Linked DNA regions of Sus scrofa: region 1 is linked to region 2. Evidence: chromatin contacts called from public promoter capture Hi-C data. All regions are on one chromosome and are shown on one strand. The core of a region is the stretch at or near the end of the contact, and the rest is flanking DNA. Distances in the headings are between cores, read along the strand shown.

What was found. Promoter capture Hi-C pulls out the DNA fragments that hold promoters and counts their contacts.
Region 1: a contact with region 2 is called in a promoter capture Hi-C map of liver, with 5 times the contacts expected there. The contact joins the promoter of ESCO1 here to the promoter of ROCK1 in region 2. A contact is called at or near these places in 1 of 5 promoter capture datasets (liver) and 1 of 47 Hi-C or Micro-C datasets (embryonic fibroblasts).

What each region holds. Positions count from the first base shown.
Region 1 is chr6:106,787,922-106,792,630 of Sscrofa11.1, forward strand. It overlaps ESCO1 (N-acetyltransferase ESCO1), which reads right to left and starts at 1,524. Exons shown (of 13, transcript XR_002345055.1): 1 at 572-1,524.
Region 2 is chr6:106,312,905-106,317,709 of Sscrofa11.1, forward strand. It overlaps ROCK1 (rho-associated protein kinase 1), which reads right to left and starts at 2,094. Exons shown (of 33, transcript XM_005653400.3): 1 at 1,052-2,094. The coding sequence starts at 1,144.

The DNA.
Region 1 (4,709 bases), core at 274-2,773, 470 kb after region 2:
GGACTTACTATCTATCTCATTCTGCCTGAGTAAAACAAACCCCCGCTGCAAAATAATCTTACGAATAGTGATCAAAATCGAAGATCCAATTCCCTTCTGCTCGCATCGAGCTCTACAAACTTCTCTCGAGCCCTCAACGTATCCAATTTCTACTCCGGGGCAGCCCTACCCTGCGCCCAGACCTTCAAGTCCAACCAGAAACACTCTATGACCTTGGACCCGGGCCACCGCTCCCCTCCCGGGTTAAGGGCTGGGAAACCAGGAGCCCCACATCCCGCCGCGCAGACTGCAGAGGCCGCGGGGTTCACGCGGGGTCAGTGGGTGGCGGCGGGGGCAGGGGGACAGAACCGTAGCACCGCAGCTCCGCCGGGGCTGGTGCGGCTGGACCTGGGAGACACCGGGCAGGAGAGACGCCGGGGGCGAGGGCCAGGCCCGGGCTACCTGCGGACGGGCGGGCGCCAACACCGCCCCGGCCGTCGTAATGGATGCACGCCACCTCGGGGCTCCGGAAGCCCGCGCGGCCGCCGAGAGCACCGGCCCGACCCGATTCTCAGCCACGGCCCCTCATTACCTGTGACCGCCTAGCGGGATGTGGCAGGTGATGCGGCGACTAGGCAACCGACACGGGCAGGCTGCCTGCCTGCCTCGGGCGACCGCGTTCTCCGAGCCGCCCACTCTCTACCAGGGGCGCCGAGAACTGAGACCCGAGGAGTAGGAAGAGGCGTGCGAGGCAACGACCCAGAGGGTGGGACAGGAAGGGGGAGAAGCGTCCGGCTCGCCGGAGGGGCTGGCAGCAGCGCTGCGAGGACGCCGGGGGCGCGACAGCGGGCGGCGGAGCCGGTGGGGAAGCTCGCGTACCTTCCTCACTCCTGGCAGAGAGTCCGACGCGAGCCCGTAGACCGCCTCACATCCGGGTACCCAGGGACGCTCAGCTGCTTCTGCCGCCACCGCCGCCTCTCCCGCGGCGCAGAAACGGCAAACTTCCGGCGACGACGGCGACGCCTCGCCCGTCAGATGGGAGTTACCTGGGACCGTCTTGGGCGCGCTTGCGCAACGCTCCTCTTCTGCTCAAACCGGCTCAGCTGACATGCCCAGAAGACGAAGATGGCCGCCACGCTCGTTGCGTGTCACGCAGTTTTTCACCCCGTCCTGGACGGCCGGGCGTCGGGGAAAGGCGAGCCCGCGTCCGAGCCCAGCGCAGGCGTGATGGGAGGCTTTGCGCGCACCCCGCGGGCGGGCGGGTGCCTCAACTGGGAAGCGGCGGCCACTGGCCTTTCCCCGGATTGTCTGTTGGTATAAACCACCTCCACGCCCCCTCCCCCGCCCCCGTAGCGGTGGTGGTTTCTCTTGAAAAATCCCTCAGTATTGATTCTTTAGGTTGTAGGTACTGCTCTCTGAGACTAATAATTAACATACCTTTAATTTTTTTCTGATTTGTAGCATTATTATTTATTTAAATGACTTATTCTGACTTGACTCTGTATCTCATTGTTTTCCTTTTTTTCTGTTCTTTTTAAATTTTTTTCTATTTTATAGTGATTTTTATTTTTTCCATTATAGTTGGTTTACAGTGTTCTGTCAATTTTCTACTGTACAGCAAGGTGACCCAGTCACACATACATGTATACATTCTTTTTTCTCACATTATGCTCCATCATAAGTAACTAGGTATAGTTCCAAGTGCCTTTTCTTTTTTTAATTAATTAATTTATTTATTTACTTTTTTTTTTTTTTTTTTTTGTCTTCTTGCCATTTCTTGGGCTGCTCCCTCGGCATATGGAGGTTCCCAGGCTAGGGGTCGAATTGGAGCTGTAGCCACCGGCCTACACCATAGCCACAGCAACGCGGGATCCGAGCCGCGTCTGCAACCTACACCACAGCTCATGGCAACGCCGGATCGTTAACCCACTGAGCAAGGGCAGGAATCGAACCCGCAACCTCATGGTTCCTAGTCGGATTCGTTAACCACTGCGCCACGACGGGAACTCCTCTTTTTTTAATTTATTATACTTGATTTACAGTGTTTCATCAATTTCTGCTGTAGACCAAAGTGACTCAGTTACACATGTACCTGTATTGTTTTTCTCACATTTTCCTCTATAATGTTCCATAACAAGTGACTAGATACCATTAAAAAACAAAACAAAACAAACAAAAAAAAAACCCTATGGAATGGAGAAAATAGTTGCAAAGAATGCAACAGAAAAGGACTTAATCTCCAAAATACACAAACACCAACTCTTACAACTCAACACAACCCTGTTGAAAAATAGGCAGAAGACCTGAATAGACATTTCTCCAAAGAAGACATTTGGATGGCCAACAGGCACATGAAACAATGTTCAACATCACTAATAGAGAAATGCAAATCAAGACTGCAATGAGGTACCACCTCACCCTAGTCAGAATGGCTATCATTAATAAGACTACAAGTAACAAATTTTGGAGAGTATGTGATAAAAGGAAACCCTCCTGCACTGTTAGTGTGAATGTAAATTGGTACGACCATCATGGAAAACAGCGGGGCGATTCCTCAGAAAACTGTAGAACTACATATGATCCAGGAATCCCACGCCTGGGCATATATCCAGACAAAACTTTTCATTGAAAAAGAAAAATATGGGAGTTCCCATTGTGGTGAAGTGGAAACGAATCCGACTAGGAACCATGAGGTTGCGGGTTTCTTCCTTGGCCTCAATCAGTGGGTTAAGGATCCAGCATTGCCGTGAGCTGTGATGTAGGCCGGCAGCTACAGCTCCAATTGGACCCCTAGCCTGGGAACCTCCATATGCCATGGTGCGGCCCTAAAATGACCAAAAGAAGAGGAGTTCCTGTCGTGGCTCAGTGGTTAACGAATCCACCTAGGAACCATGAGGTTGCAGATTCAATCCCTGGCCTTGCTCAGTGGGTTAAGGATCCGGTGTTGCCATGAGCTGTGATGTAGGTTGTAGACAAGGCTCGGATCCAGCGTGGCTGTGGCGTAGGCCGGTGGCTACAGCTGCGATTAGACCCCCTAGCCTGGGAACCTCCATATGCCGTGGGAGCGGCCCTAGAAAAGTCAAAAAGACAAAAGAAAAAAAAAAAAGAAAGAAAAAGAAAAATACGGAGTTCCCATATGGATCAGCAGTTAATGAACTTGACTAGCATCCATGAGGACTCAGGTTCAGTGCTCTTAGTGGGTTAAGGAGCCAGTGTTGCCATGAGTTGTGGTGTAGGTCGCAGACACAGCTGTTGCTGTGGCTCTGCGGTAGGCCATTGACTATAGCTCTGATTGGACCCCTACCTGGGAACCTCCATATGCCCAGGGTTTAGCCCTAAAACGACAAAGAAAGAAAAGAGAAAAAGAAACATACCTTTAATCTTGGACCTGGGCCAGTGCAAAGTAAAGGGGAGGTGATCCACCCTTCTCTCCTTCCCCAGAGCCTGTCTAAACTCGGGACCTCAGCTTCTCCTTACATACCCTCTTCCTTGGGCAGCAGTGTGGTGTCAACAAGAAATTGTGGAAATTTCCACCAGATTTAACCATGGTGAGTGTTCAGAGAAAGCCTCTTAGAAGACTCTAGATATAGAATCCAGGGCTCTTGCACTATGATCCTTGGCTTTTGAACACAAATTCTGTGCTACTCTTTGCGTTGCACAACTGTGGGGATGGGTAAAATGGTACTCTTGCCTTTGAGAATCTGGAGAGTGGTGATCATAGGTGGGTTCTCAGTTCCTGCCCTTCTTTTTTTGGAGCCAAGTCCACCCAAACTGCAGTCGCAACTTGGATCTGGTGCTGCTGTGGCTGTGGCTGTGGCCGGCAGCTGCAGCTCCAATTCGACGCCTAGCCTGGGAACTTCCATATGCCACGGTGTGGCCCTAAAAAGACCAAAAACAAAAACAAAAACAAAAAAACAAAACCATAGTAAATACTGCAATAGTAAACAATCATCATCAATTGGTTGGTTGAATTGGAGGAAGTGGGACTGGGGACATGGAGGGGCCACAGTAAGTTGTGCATGAATTTTCCACCAAGTAGAGGGTCTGTGCCTGTAATGCCAGAGTTTTTACAGGGTCAGCAGCATACTTTAATGGCATGTGCCAAAAGGCTTAAGTTGGGGAAAAACTCAGGAGTAGACTTCAAACCTGGTTAAAGCTGGTTATCTACTAGAATATCTGGCCTATATTTGCCTTCACCTTTTTTTTTTCTGCTTTTTTTCCTTTTAGGGCCACACCTACAGCCTATGGAGTTTCCAAGGCTAGGGGTCCAACCAGAGCTGCAGCTGCCAGTCTACACCACAGCCACAACAATTCAGGATCTGAACTACATTTGCTACCTATGCCACAGCTCACAGCAATGCCAGATCCTTAACCCACTAAGCAAGGCCAGGGATTGAACCTGTGTCATCATGGGTACTAGGCAGATTTGCAACCTGCTGAGCCACAACAGGAACTCCAGTAATTCAAATTTGATTTATAATTCATGTCTGCAATTTATTCTAGATTTGCTTTTCTAAAACTAAATATACTCAGCTATTTAAGCATGCTATGAAAATAGCTTGCTTTCACAGTACTGTGTTATAAACTTCAAAGTTGGTTCATTTGATTTTTGTTATCTATTAAAAAATAATCATGATCCACTAAATAAATTATCTTGCTTGACTGAGCTTTCAAAGATCATATAAGCATGCAGGGAAATTATCTTAGTAAAAAGAGAGGCCTCCATTCCT
Region 2 (4,805 bases), core at 844-3,343:
AATGATCTACATCATTTCCCTGATTCAAGATGAGATTTTAAAATATTATTTCTCTGGAGTGGAATTATTTAGTTCACTTAATTCTAATCCCAAATATTGTGTACATCTAACACCTATCCCTGAGAAGGTTGTAAATCACTATTCATATACATACTCTTTGCAACCTTAGAGATTATATGGTTGTGCATGGACCAATAGAACTATTATATAACTTTTAGTTGTTCAGTAAAATAAAAAGAAAAACTTCCTTACAGATGGTTTCCAACTATTACTATTAGGGGAAATTGACAAAACTTAAGAATTCCAATTATCTACAATTAATTGTTCATGCTATAAACCACTGAAGAATTTTTAAAATCGTGTTTTGGCCTTTCATATCATAAAAACTTCTTTAGAATGTTTCAAAAGACATAATGTTAACAGGTACAACACTACCAAAAAAAGGGCAGTTATGATAAAATATCTGTGCAGGACTTCTGTAATCAACAATATTGTAAAAGACTTTAATGTGATGACCTATCATCAGTTATCTTGGATTTTTACACTTAGTAGTCCAGCAAAAAAGTTCTCTCAGACTCAAATCACCTATGACACTTTGGCTCAAAAATCACTTCCTCAATATAGATTCTATATTGTCACAAGTCTAAAAATTAAACCCTTAAGGAGGTAAATCGCTGAAAATGGAAAACAGTCTTTTCCAATCTTACTGTCAAACCGATCAGAAAGATTAATATTACTAAAATCGCCAATCAACAAACTATACACATAGTAATAAGCTGGACGGGGTAACTATGATGCCTGCAAGTTTATTAAGTGTCTTTTGTGTAATGATGAACTGAGTCAGAACTACAAGTTGAGAGAGTAGTTAGTACAATGATAAACAGGGCCACAGCACGAGATTTTAGTGGTACTCCAATATTCTTCACAAACACCACCAGATTTTGGTGTTTTCCACACCTGAATTTTTCTTTTGCCGATAACCAGACTGAAAGCAAGAGGAAGGAAATAAACAGAGAACCTCAGACAAGCAAAAGAGAACTGGGCTACTCACCAGCAAACAATCTGAATTCACTTCCGATTTGGGATCCCGCAGCAAGTTGTCGATTTTTTCAAACCGAGTCTCAAAACTGTCCCCAGTCGACATGTTGCTGCTACTGTGACAATACCCTCGTACCAGCACAAGCAGCGGAAAGCAATTTCAGCCAACTTCCTCCGGCGGTGGGTTCGCGGCCGCCGGGCGGAGGAGCCGGAACTCCAGGGTCACCAGGTGCGCGCGGTCCCCCTCCTCCCCCTCACTAAGGGGATCTCCGCTCTCCAGACCCCGGGCCGGGGGCGACGGCGACCCACAGCCGCTCGGATGCCCAAAGTAGCATCCCACCCGGCAGCCCCTCACGACAGCCGACAGCGCCGTCGCCACCAGACTTGTCGCTCCAGGCAAATGCTTCAGCCTAGCGGGCCCCGGCCGCCTTGGCCATGGAGAGTTCCCGGTCCCGAGATGGGCAGGAGGGGGTAGAGAAAGAGAAGCAGGGTGGAGACTCCTCCGGGCAGCAGGGGAGGGAGAGGAGGAAAGGCGAAAGCGAAGGGCGGGTGCGGAGCCGTGCCAGCTGCCGCCGCCGCCGCCGCCTGGGCCCCCGGCCGGGCCCGCTCCGTTCTGAGGCGCTGGAGGCGGTCTAGCCCTGCATCCCCGGCACCACTTGGCCCGGCCCGACGCACCGACCCGCGCCGGCCAAGAGCTGGTCCCCGAGGGATAGCCTCACTCTCCCATTTTGTCCTGGCGCTGCTGGGGCTGCTGCTGTGGCGTCCGGCGGGGCAGGGCGAGGTCGGTGCCCGATGGAGACTTAGGAGAGGACAGGCTGGAGAGCGGCCGGTAAAGGAGATGAGAGTCGGGTCCCGGCGGCTGCTGCTGGGGGAGCTCCTGGGAGGTGCTGCGGCCCCGGCTGGGGAAAGGGCGAGTCGCGACGGCGAACGCTTTGGGGGGTGGGGCGATGGGGGCCGTGAGGGACTAATATGTCCGCCTTCCTGTTCAAACAAACGGAGACCGCCGGCGTAGACTGCGCATGCGGGGCGCGGACGTTCGGAAGGGGAACCGGGCCTGCCTCGCGCGCGCGCGCGCGCGCGCACTCCGGCGCCTCCGCAGGGCCGGGCGGGGCTGGGTTGGGCGGGGCCGGACGGAAGGCGTGGCGCACCCCGGGCTTCGCGGGCGGGCGGGGTAGGCTGGCAGCCGTGAGGAGCCGACCGGGTGCGGCAGGCAGCGTAACCCTCTCGCCGGCAGGCTCTAGGGAGCCACGCAGCGCTTAGGAAGCGGCTGTGAGAGTCCGGGCTGGGGAGGAGCTCTTGCTGCCTCTAGTCGCGTCCTGGCCGCTGCCTCAGCTCCGCTTCCTTTGGGCTGCAACCGTCGGGTGAATTCTGGCAAGAAAGAAAGGGTGCTTGTTATTGTTATTTTGGAGCTAAGTGGGTTTTTGTTTTTGTTGTCGTTTGTTTCTTGTTTTAAGGGCAAATACCTTTCCGCCGGCAGGCATCAGCATTTTGGCACCACCGGTTTCAGGTCTTCAGTAGTACTGAGTGAACTCCACATGGTTTAACTCGCCTGTGCTTCCATGGGAAAATTACGAAGCAATGCAGTTCATAACCCTCCTAAACCGAGCGTGTGTGTCAGGGGAGCATTAAAATATTGACTCCGGAAGATCTAGTCAGTAGAAATCAAACTCAGTTTAGTTTAAAAAACAAGCCAAATAATAATTATAATCTCGTAGGAAAAATCCGTATTTTTAAGTTAATGTTACTAGTTGTCCTACACCATTGTAGTTCACTTATTGATGCGTAATCCTGACGTTTCAATTTCAAAACATTCAGTGAAACTTGGAATTGTGATTTTACCAGACTAAAGTAGAACGTGAAAATAATGGGCATGTCCTCTTAAATAAGTTGCGTCATTGACTGTACTGAGAGAGTGAGACTGTTCCCCAATCTGCTGATAAAGTTATGTTCCTCACTGCTTTCAGCAGGAAATCTACCGTAATTCGTATGTAGTCAATCTTTAGTTTTGCTCATAGGTCAAATGAAGTATTGCCAGAAATAAAAAATGTAAATGTTTTATCCCACACTGGAAAATGCTGCAGATGAACCAATTGTCTTTGTATGTAAAAATCACTGTGCAGCGTCTGAACAGTTCACCAACTTTCTGAAGTGAGTCAGGGTTTAGGAAAAGTTATATTATTTGAAAAATGTCTCTTCTCTTTTCATTGCATTAGATACAAGAAATAGATGTAAAATCCACTGTATAAATCAAGATAGGAAGTCCTCACAAGAATCATATCAAAAACAACTAGATGGGGAGTCCCCATTATGGCTCAGTGGTTAATGAATCCGACTAGGAACCATGAGGTTGTAGGTTCCCTCCCTGACCTTGCCCAGTGGGTTAAGGATCCGGCGTTGCTGTGAGCTGTGGTGTAGGTCACAGACGAGGCTCGGATCCCTTGTTGCTGTGGCTCTGGTGTGGGCCAGCAGCTACAGCTCCGATTAGACCCCTAGCCTGGGAACCTCCATATGCCGCAGAAGTGGCCCTAGAAATAGCAAAAAGACAAAAAAAAAAAAAACCTAGATGGAATTCAGGTATTTCATTAAATGCTTTTGCAGTGACTTTTCTTGGTTCCAGTGTTTTAAGCCAGTCATGTGAATTAAATTTATTTTTAAGCGTAGGGCTTAAAATAAATCTGGCAGTTGCCTTAGAATAAATTTTCTAAACCCTGCTTGTCCTTTTTTATTACCATTTTTAGGTAGTCTTAGGAATTTTGTTTTTTTCTCAGAGAACTGTGAGCATTATGCTGCTTTCCACTTAGACACATGAAAAAATGCAGCTAAGACAATTCATGAGTGGCACTGATAAGTGGGACTGAAAATCAGTCTAGCAAAGCTACCAGAAATATATGTGAGGCCTGTTTTACTGATCCACAAGGCTATTCTGATTATTGTAACCTATGCGGTGTCTTTTACATTAAGATGGATAGACTCTGTATCAGTGTTTTTGTTTTTTAATAGAAAAATCCTCACCTGTAAAAGAGTAGAATCATAGGACATTAAAGTTCCTTTCCAACTTTAAAATTCTATTGTCTAATTGTTACTAGTCTCTTCAAAAGTATTGTGAATATCTGAGATCACACTTGAAGAATAAGTTAAGATCCTAAGTGCAATTGCAAGCTACTGATTCCATGTATAAATATAAGAATATAATATTATTACACATAATAATAGTAAGTGCTTACCATGTTTTAGGCACTATTTCTTACCTATCTCATTAAAACTTCAAAAGAACTCTGCTATGATTATCTCTACATGGCAGATGGGGAACAGGTACAGAAAGATATGTTACTTGCTCAAGGTCATGACAGGCCCAGATTGGAACAGTGACAGTCTGACTCAGCATCCCCAGTTGTAACTGCTGAGTATGCTAACACTATCCAATCTTAATACAATAACAAGTATTTACATAGCACAGATTTATTTATTTATTTTTTCTTTTTTGTCTTTTTAGGGCAGCAAATAGAGGTTCCCAGGCTAGGGGTCTAATTGGAGCTGTAGCTGCCAGCCTACACCACAGCCACAGCAATGCCAGATCCAAGCTGTGTCTGTGAACTACACCACAGCTCACAACAATGCCAGATCCTTAACCCACTAAGCAAGGACAGGGATCAAACCCACAACCTCATGGTTTCTAGTCAGATTCGTTTCCACTGTGCCATGACAGGAACTCCTACATGGCACAGATTTAAATGATTCCGTATAAAAAAGGGAATTTTAAAATTTGC